Regions from separate parts of the Gossypium hirsutum genome. Here region 1 is linked to region 2. The links are chromatin contacts, called in public Hi-C maps. All regions are on one chromosome and are shown on one strand. Each heading gives the region's core, a stretch centred on a gene start, on an enhancer-like site or on the middle of the called end of the contact. The rest is flanking DNA. Distances are from core to core; before and after follow the strand shown. Region 1 holds the start of LOC107941977 (ubiquitin C-terminal hydrolase 13). Region 2 holds the start of LOC107954231 (E3 ubiquitin-protein ligase RHF2A).

The links. A called contact is a pair of places that touch in the nucleus more often than the background predicts.
Region 1: a contact with region 2 is called in a Hi-C map of anther, with 3 times the contacts expected there. The contact joins the promoter of LOC107941977 here to the promoter of LOC107954231 in region 2. A contact is called at or near these places in 18 of 34 Hi-C or Micro-C datasets (anther, callus, hypocotyl and 3 more).

The regions. Positions count from the first base shown.
Region 1 is chrD07:17,119,966-17,124,700 of Gossypium_hirsutum_v2.1, forward strand. It overlaps LOC107941977 (ubiquitin C-terminal hydrolase 13), which reads right to left and starts at 3,244. Exons shown (of 32, transcript XM_016875612.2): 1 at 2,989-3,244; 2 at 2,752-2,818; 3 at 2,456-2,606; 4 at 2,195-2,352; 5 at 1,320-1,585; 6 at 1,020-1,238; 7 at 826-934; 8 at 624-739; 9 at 91-189. The coding sequence starts at 3,018.
Region 2 is chrD07:16,948,980-16,953,390 of Gossypium_hirsutum_v2.1, forward strand. It overlaps LOC107954231 (E3 ubiquitin-protein ligase RHF2A), which reads left to right and starts at 2,545. Exons shown (of 8, transcript XM_016889730.2): 1 at 2,545-2,805; 2 at 3,170-3,301; 3 at 3,388-3,434. The coding sequence starts at 3,173.

The DNA.
Region 1 (4,735 bases), core at 1,994-4,493, 170 kb after region 2:
TTATTATGCACTAACAGTGAAGCCCCTGGACTGCACATGCACCATTGGCTATGAAGAACCACGCAGAATTAAGATGTTATAACTGCTGACCTTGACCATAGTGTCCCGCATAAAATCATATTCAAATCGCTTAAGCTGAAGCTGAAGGACCGGAGGGAAGTCAATAAACAAGACACCCTTCTTAGCATCCTGCAATAACATCATCCAAAATGCAATTATTTAAACAGGAAAAGATATTACACAGAATCAGATAAAATGCACTGAACAAAGGATAAAACAATTAAAAGAAAAATGAACGCTTGTATCAAGAGAGAACTTCAAAAGCTACCCTGTTTCAGAAATCGCAAAAGATGGCATTTTGTTACTACCATAGCAAAAATAGCCACATTTTGTACACACTGGCCAAAATAGTGGCTCTTATGCAGCTTTGAACCACTGAACAATGATCTAACTAAAGGCAAATTTGCTAGTAATCAAATAACTTATGATGTATGCACAGATCATCCTATCAGTATTGTCTTAGAAGCATGAAATTAATTGATGAAATCCTACATCTACTTTAATCAACCGCATCAAAAGCATCATCTAGAATCTAGCATTTTGCAAAATATATAGAAGCTTACCTGCAAGCCATATTGTTCGGCATGATATTTATTATCACCTTCAAGGCGCTCAACCTCTACATACTTGTCAAAAGAAGCGTATACATCATGACAGCCTTTAACATCAAGCTGAAGATCTGGTATAGGCAAAAAGTAAATTAGCATCACATGGAGAACAGGACATAAATTCCAACCAGTTATTTCAGAAAAAAAAAAAAGATACCATAAAATGACTCCTTCCTTGTAGATTTATAATCCACATTAATGCACTCAATGTAATTCATATGGTGCCCCTCAAACAACTGCTGTATGGTGCCTTCCACAACAGTTCCCTGGTGGCATAACAGAAGCAAACAAAATTTACTTCAATTTCACATTAGAATAAACTCATGGTTAAAGATCATTGAAGCTTTTTACCTTCATTTTATCTTCAAGTTTTTCACACAGAACTCTATTAAGTTCTTGAACATCGTGCTGCATGAAAGAATCATGTGTGTCCCATCCAAAAGATTTGGTCAGCTCTTTTGTTGCAACACTGCTGTCACTGTACTGGAGTTTGTAAAATAAACTCTGCAGAGCAAGAGGGATGCTTCCTGATGGCATATCATTCTCAGTTGTAGGCATATGATACACTGCCTGAAATATAACATCAGAAGCATTAGCAAAAGTGATCCATCAACACATCAGTTCAACAAGATATGGAGCATCGGTACTTACCTTCCTGAAGTAAGGAATGTGATACAGAGTTTGAAGCAGAGAATTCATGTAACATGTTGCTCCTTGATTTTTAAGTCCAACATAACCAGTTTCCTTCTTTGAGTCATATGTCCAGTAATCAACAATCCTGCGGACAACCACCTCTGCTTCAACAATCAAAGTGTCATTCACAAGATACCCTCTGCAAGGATCATATAACTCGCCGAGGGGCATAAAGGATGTAAAACCCCAATCACTTTCTCGTGCATTGAACTGGTGCTGTGTGTCTGTAAAAATCCAAGTCAGGTGCAAATTTAATAAGCTTATCATTATTCTCTCCAATGGTATGACCAAATTCACATCAAGTTACAGAAAGATACTAGAGAAACTAAGACATGAACATGGTACTAAAAGCTACACTAGCGCACAACCTATAGATTCAAGAGGGGGGGGAATGGAACTGAATATTAGTCAGATGCTATACATGCAAGGAGAGCAATATGGTCACAAGGAAAAAGGGGATTGTACCAAAGAACAAGGACAAAAAATCTTAAAATCAGCCAAGTTTAGTCATGTCTTTCAATCATCAGAAATGACAATGATATCAAGAACTCCATATTGAAAAAAAGGGAATCATAAAGGCCAGATTTTCTTTTTAACCTAATCAGTAATCAGAGATAACCTGCCTTTCATTGCATCAAATCTACATTAGACTGTTTACAATAACTCCTAAATGATGAAACAACATAACAAATAAGGATGTTCTAGAGCTGGTATTGATCATAGCAAAACAAAACTGATTCAATGAAATCCAGAAACAAACTAATTTGATGTTATAATACCAACGGAAGATAATACTGAAACAGTGTACAGATAATCTACTTAAAGGGTAATACCTTTTCTGATAGAATATTTATTATGAATTTGATTAACTACTGCCAAACTGAACTGGGCATATCTACTCCACCCATAGGGTAAGCTTGCTGAGTCAGCAACATCCAAATACATAGACAAATGATCCACATTGTTTCCCTTTGGAAATAGCAGTATTCGCCTAAGCAATTCAAACCAGAAGTATCAAATCATCAATTATCATCGCCAAAAAAATATAATGAAAGAAAGAACAGTAGCAATATCAACAAGGGAAAGAGATATACCATTTATAACCACCGACAACGAAGACTTCAGAATAATGCTTCTTAGCGTTTAACCTAGAGAAGTTTTCAATCCTCCAAGTGAATCTTGATGAAGGAGGATCCTCAACTGGTTGATTTTCCACAGTATTTGCAGCTTCGGGTTGCGCTACAACTAACAATTAAGATATAAATCACAAAGATCATAATCAAATTAAACCCTCTTTTCAGTCTACCCAAAAAAAAAGTAGAAAATTTCGGAACTTGCATTGATGTAAGCGAATCAAAGAAGTAAATTTCTCAAAACAACAAAAAAGTACCTTCCATGGGCTGGTGATTGTCGGTCAAATCAGACTGTGGGACGAGCATTTCCTCATCTTCTTGTTGCTAAAAAATCAAGGAAAAATTCAAAAAAGAAGTTATTAAATCAGAAGAATCAGATCCATCAAGAAACCAAATTGGACAAAGAAAAACCCTAAAAAACTCCAAAAAAAAATCAATTAATCAAAAAAATCATAAAAAAGGAGTAAAAATAGAGAGAAAGAGAGAGAGAGTACATCGATGGGGGCAGGGGCCATAACAGTCATAGCTATGAAATTGAGAGGTAAACAAGCTTACGAAAACAAGAGGAACGAGAAAGGGGAAACTAGGAGAAAGATTTTTTCTCTATTTTTTGGGTTGATTTTATTTGGTGATTTTATTACAGTGAAGAGAAGCGAGGAGAAAGCAAGGTCTTTCGATGGTCTTTATTTGGGAAATGGGTAATTTCGGAATTTCATTCATTTTCTGTACTTCCTTTTTGTTCTTGGGAGATGGCTAATTGGATACGGTCAAACACATATACTTTACCTTTACCACCATTCGAATACGATGTATGATAATTCAATAATAAAAATAAAAATTAGAAAATAAAAACTGAACTTCGGGCAAAATATAATTAAAAGCCTTTTTTTTTTAAATTTACCGAAATAGACCCGGTAAATAATTATTTATCTGAATGGGTCATTTTCTCCGAAAATGCGTCCACGTCAGCACGATGTCAGTGTACGTGACAGGAAAACGCGTCCTCAAGGGCGCGCTTTGTCCACATGGACAGAAAGCGCTGACGTGGACGCGTTTTGTTGCCACGTCAGCGCGTCCTAGAGGATGCGTTTTCCCGTGCGTGAACAGTGCCAACGGTCATATTTTTAACCTTTGGCCCCCTAACGGTAAAAAAAATTATAAAAACCCTCCACCCCTTTATTTTTTTTCACAAATTAATCCTTTCTCAATTATTTTCTCAATTTCCTCTCAATTTCCTCTCAAATTGCTCTCAATTTCCTTCCAAATTTCTCTCAAATCCATATTTAATCTCAATTTGCTCTCAATTTCCTCTTAAATTTCTCTTAAATCCCTATTTTTAGTTAATTTAAAAAAATTAATTTTTTTTTAAATCGTAAAAACTTGTACGAATTTAGCAATGGCCGGAGAATTGATTCGTCTTGATAACAAGCACATATCCGTCAAACAAATGAAAATAGTAAGTGTTAAATTTATTTTTTAAATATTATTTAAGATTTTTTTTATGCATTTTTAAATAATTATTAATTTATTATTTGTTATAAAAGTCTGTAGATCGGATATTGGAATGCTATATTCGAAACATGCATGGTCCTCCATCATCGTTGGTAGAGAATTACCTACGGGAAGCGGGTTTTTGGCACGTGGCGACAGTAGGCCGAGGATGCAAGTTGGACCCGAAACTTATCAATGCGTTGGTTGAGAGGTGGAGACCCGAGACGCACACATTACATCTTCCATGTGGAGAGTGCACTATCACTTTAGAAGATGTCAATCTGCAATTAGGATTGTCAGTGGATGGGTAGCCAGTCACCGGGTCTGTTCAATCTAGCAATTGGGGAGCGGTGTGCTACGAGCTTTTGGGCGCTATTCCAGAGAAAATTAAAGGAGGTCGGATCGAGATAGGCTAGTTACGAGACACATTCCCGGATCCGGATGATGATTCAACCGAAGTAGAAAGAATCTGATATGCTCGAGCATACATTCTTCAGATAATTTGAGGTTATCTGATGCTGGACTTGTCACGGAACCTCGTACATCTAAGATGGTTGCTGAAACTCGTTGATTTTAGAGCAGCTGGTGAATTGAGTTGGGGGTCTGTCATGTTGGCAACATTATATCGGGAGATGTGCGGGGCGACGCGACCGAGTAAAGCGAAAATCGAAGGTTGCCTGTCACTACTGCAGTCATGGGCACGGTTTCGCTTTCCATTTTTATGTCCTCGAGTAGACCACCCATATACAT
Region 2 (4,411 bases), core at 1,295-3,794:
CTTGAAAAAAAAATATAAAAAGTTTAAATTCGTATTTATTATTTGATGACTAAATCAAATATGATTCCTTTTTCCATGACTAAATGACGTCGAAATTTATGCAAATGATATCCAGATCTACCATCTAATTTGATTATTAGATTTCAAGGTGATTTTTGGCAATTGAAAAAGTTTCATGTTCTTGCCAAGTAATACGATAATAGGATCTTGTTGAAATTATTTAGAAAGACAATCAAAGAGAAAATCAAATATAAATCATGAAATTATCTTATTCACAATGAAAGGATTACGTGAATAGGCAGAAATAATTTATTGTAACTCAAATTATATTAAAAAATTTTAACACTTTATTTAATTTTCATTTTTTTTATTGTTTGTCAAATTCATCATATTTATTAAAAAATTTAAATATTGAAGTTCCTTGTTCAACTCATTATTTATTTATTCATTTTTGGTGAACAAAAAAACATTACAATAAAAAAATTTCTAAGCATATGCTCTTTATATTTTGTTTTGCTCAGCGGTGCCAACCTCCGGGCTGGCTATCACTCACCTTTTTCTCCCTCCCATCAATCTTTTTTTTTCATTCTTCTCATTCACTTCACATGTTTCTCTCTTTTTAGTTTGCAGATCTATTTTGTGTATATCTTTGTTGTCTTCACAAGTTGTGATGGACAAACTAAAACTCCATCGACAACCAGTAGTTTTTTCTTGGAAAATGGGTGGCTCTTCGTCAACTTCTTAATCTATTTCTATTTTGAGAGTATTTCAGAATAATAAATGATTTCATGAGTCAATTGGGACTTGTATTGTTTTAAGTTTTATATTTTTTTTTGTTTGTTTTTCCATTGTTTAATGAGTTTTCAATTTTAAAAGTTTTTGCCTACCCTTCTAGCACATTTTTTAGTTTTGCTTATGCATGTAGCCTTAGTTTTAAAAGTGGTTTTAGGGATGTTTTTGTTGCCATCTTCTCTAGTTTGGTGAATCTTCGATTCTTTTGTTGATTTTTGCTTGTTGCTTTGGATCATCCGAGGCTGATTTTCTTATCGTATTAAGTGCTTGGAATCACTCCAACTATGTCGAGCATGAGTTGTGGCAAAGCCAATTATCAACATGTAATGATGTACTATTGATGTAGAGGCTAAAACCTTTGTTCTGTTGATAGAACTTGTCCTTTACCATCTATAATGAGTGTTTGTTATTTTTTTTCCTTTGAATTGTATGGTTCCATTCATTGAATGAATTAAAAATTTACCTTTAAAAAAAACCATTACAATAAACCTACTTTAGATTATGGCCAAGCCCGTATTGGGGGCATTCCAAATAATTACAGGCCTCCTTTTTTTTATCAATAGTCATTCTTGTAAGTTCATCTATCTCTTTGTTGTCTTCTCTAGATACGTGATGGATTGACCATTGCATTGGTTTAGCCAATAATTGTCAAATTCTTCTAACCAAAGCAGAATTCAATACCCTTAAATAACTGCCTTGTATAGCTTGTACCGCCTCCAAATTGTTTGAAAGAAAAATCAAACTGTCAAATCCCCGATCAAGTGCAATCACCAAACCATTCAGAATACCCCATAATTCAACGTCCAAGATAGAATAACTCCCCAAAAATTGATTGTAGCCAAGAATCCATCTCCCGTTCTTGTCTCGCATGACACCCCCAATCGTAGCTAACCCTGAATCCTCCTTTATTGCACCATCAATATTCAATTACATCCAATTCCCGAACAAAGGCAGAATTTAGAGCTTGAGAATATTTGTATTATGGGATAAGACATATTATTTAACCCAAGTGTAAAAAAATTAAACCAATTTCTCATCACCCTGAAACCGCAACATTATATTTGTGGTTGACTGTCTTTGATTTGTGTACGTAATTAATGTCTTAATTAGGCAGTAAATGTAGGACATTTTATACATAAAAGGAACTAGATATAAGGTGGAGTAAACCTTATTGGTTGACGGTAATTTTAAAGAAAATGAAAGAGTTCAAAATTGCATGAACTCTATCTTGTGATTTAAAATATTTGAAGCTGATCAAACGAGAAGCCTTTCAAGAATTAAAGAGATAATATTTTGAGATATTTTAATTTTATCTCATTTTTGAATTGAGATAAAGTTATTTGGAGCCTGCTCTATTTACACAATGAGTGTGCTTTTGGCATTTTATGTAGAGTTAATTATTTTGGTTTTGGGAGAATGAATGTAACAATCGAAGAAATTTTGAGAGTAGAGTAGATTTAACTTTTATAACAAAATGAATCCCAAAATTGTGTTAATCAAAATTTGCAAAAATTAATTTGATTACATTTAAATTTACTTTCATAATAATGCAATTTACAAAATTCTTGAAGTCGTAACACTGCACTTCTAAACATATACATGCCATGCGTCACAAGAATAGCTATGGGCAGTGATATGTATGAAATAGTAAAATCAGAAATAAGTCAAAGATATTATAGTATAATTTCCACGTGTCTAAAATATAGAACACGACAATATTAAAGGAGAAAAAATAAGTAGGAATTGTGGCATAAAAATATAAAAAATAATGGAAAACAACAAAATACGATCACCGACCCAGCTTTCGCCTTTCCGTTCTTTACCTTTACCTTTACCTTTACCTTTACCTTGTGCCCAACTCCATCTCCTTCTTTACCACCACGCTCTGTTACCATCCAAAAACCTTAAAGTCTAGGGTTTTCTTCTAAAAGGCTTCTTTGTTTTGTTGATCAAGATATTGGTTGATAATTAGCAGGTTTTCTTTACTTATAAACTCTCAACCCTCAAGTGGAGGTAAAGTAAATGATATGTGTTTCTTTGATTTTGTTTTCTGGGGGAGTTTGGTTGGTCAGAGTTTTACTAGTTGGTTAATATTTATTGTGGATTTTGGAGATTCTGTTCTTGTATTTTTTTTAAAAATTCAAATTATTATATATTTTTAGGGCTTAACTTTTGTTGATCTTTTGTCTAAGTGAACTGATTTATGCATCTCATCGGTGTAGTATCAGTGTCTTGCATCAGTGTTGACTATATATGTTTCCATGGTTTAGTCTTTATCAAGATGCTAATTTCTCTTCTGGTCACTGTTGGCTCCATTTTGTACCTAAGACTTATGTTCATTATAAAAAAAGGGAAACTTTGGTGTTTGGCCTTGCAGGAGATGGAAGATTCCAAATCTGAGGCGCATATAACCTCAGCTGCAGCTTTTGTGGAAGGGGGAATTCAGGATGCTTGTGATGATGCCTGCAGTATATGCCTTGAAGCATTCTGTGAAAGTGATCCATCCACGGTATGTATGTCTTAAATTTTTTATTCCTATATTTTTTATATGTGAATGGACATTTCTTTGATACTTATTCGTTGCATCCCTTGCAGGTGACCTGCTGCAAGCACGAGTTTCATCTTCAGTGCATTCTTGAATGGTAATCTATATCCATTTTATAAGAGTCATCGTAGATGCCTTGCTGGTCTACTTTCAAGCGAACTTGAACTTGACTATACTTTTATAAATCAGTCAGGGCTAGGAAAATTCTCTAATTGATTAGACTCATAAAATCAGTCCTTTGTCAGTGGGGATTAATGTAGCTTCTGTTCTTCTCTTATTGTTTAGAACTTTTGGCTTCTCTTCCCTATTCTTAAAATAGGGAGATTCACAAATTATAACAGAATAATATAGATATGTACTTATGATGCTTAAGTGGAATCAAGCTGCATTCTACTCTAGCGAGCCGTCAGATCTGAAGCAGTACTACAGCATCACTATAAACTTTATAGCATGGAAGGGACATTATTCATTTCATTTTTGTATCACCAGAAAAGAGGTAAAACCTCCATCAATATTGTTGGTATAACATCATGTTTGTGATAAGGGAGCATTGCAAACTATGGATGAGGCCTGATGTGTACTTTTTTTTGTCCATGGAATAAAAAATTAGCTATCAAACATTCCCAAATCTTTTAAATTCTAAAAGAAAGTTTCTTGAAGATAAATACTTTCTATTAGGAAAGGAAGTTGTTGTTCTTTGGATGCTTATGTTGATGTTAGAGACTGGTTGAGGAATCTGAAAGTGAGGATTCTAGGAAACAGATTAACAAATTAAAGCTGTAAATTAGACATTATTGGGCCACACTTTGTGAAATTTATCAGTATTATCACTTCACATTTTTCTCCTTAATTAGGAAAGGTTTGGATTTTGTCTTATTATTTGTCATTCTTAGGAACAATGAATTGGTAAATCCGTAATTGTCATTATATCATTTATGTTCCAAAAATGTTTCAATTTGAAAATACCTTTTTTTTTTTTGGACGAGTTAAAAGAATGAAAACTTTGCTATGCAGTTGGGGACCAAGGGGACAACAATGCATGTGGAATGCTAGATTATAAAGATAGAGGTAGAA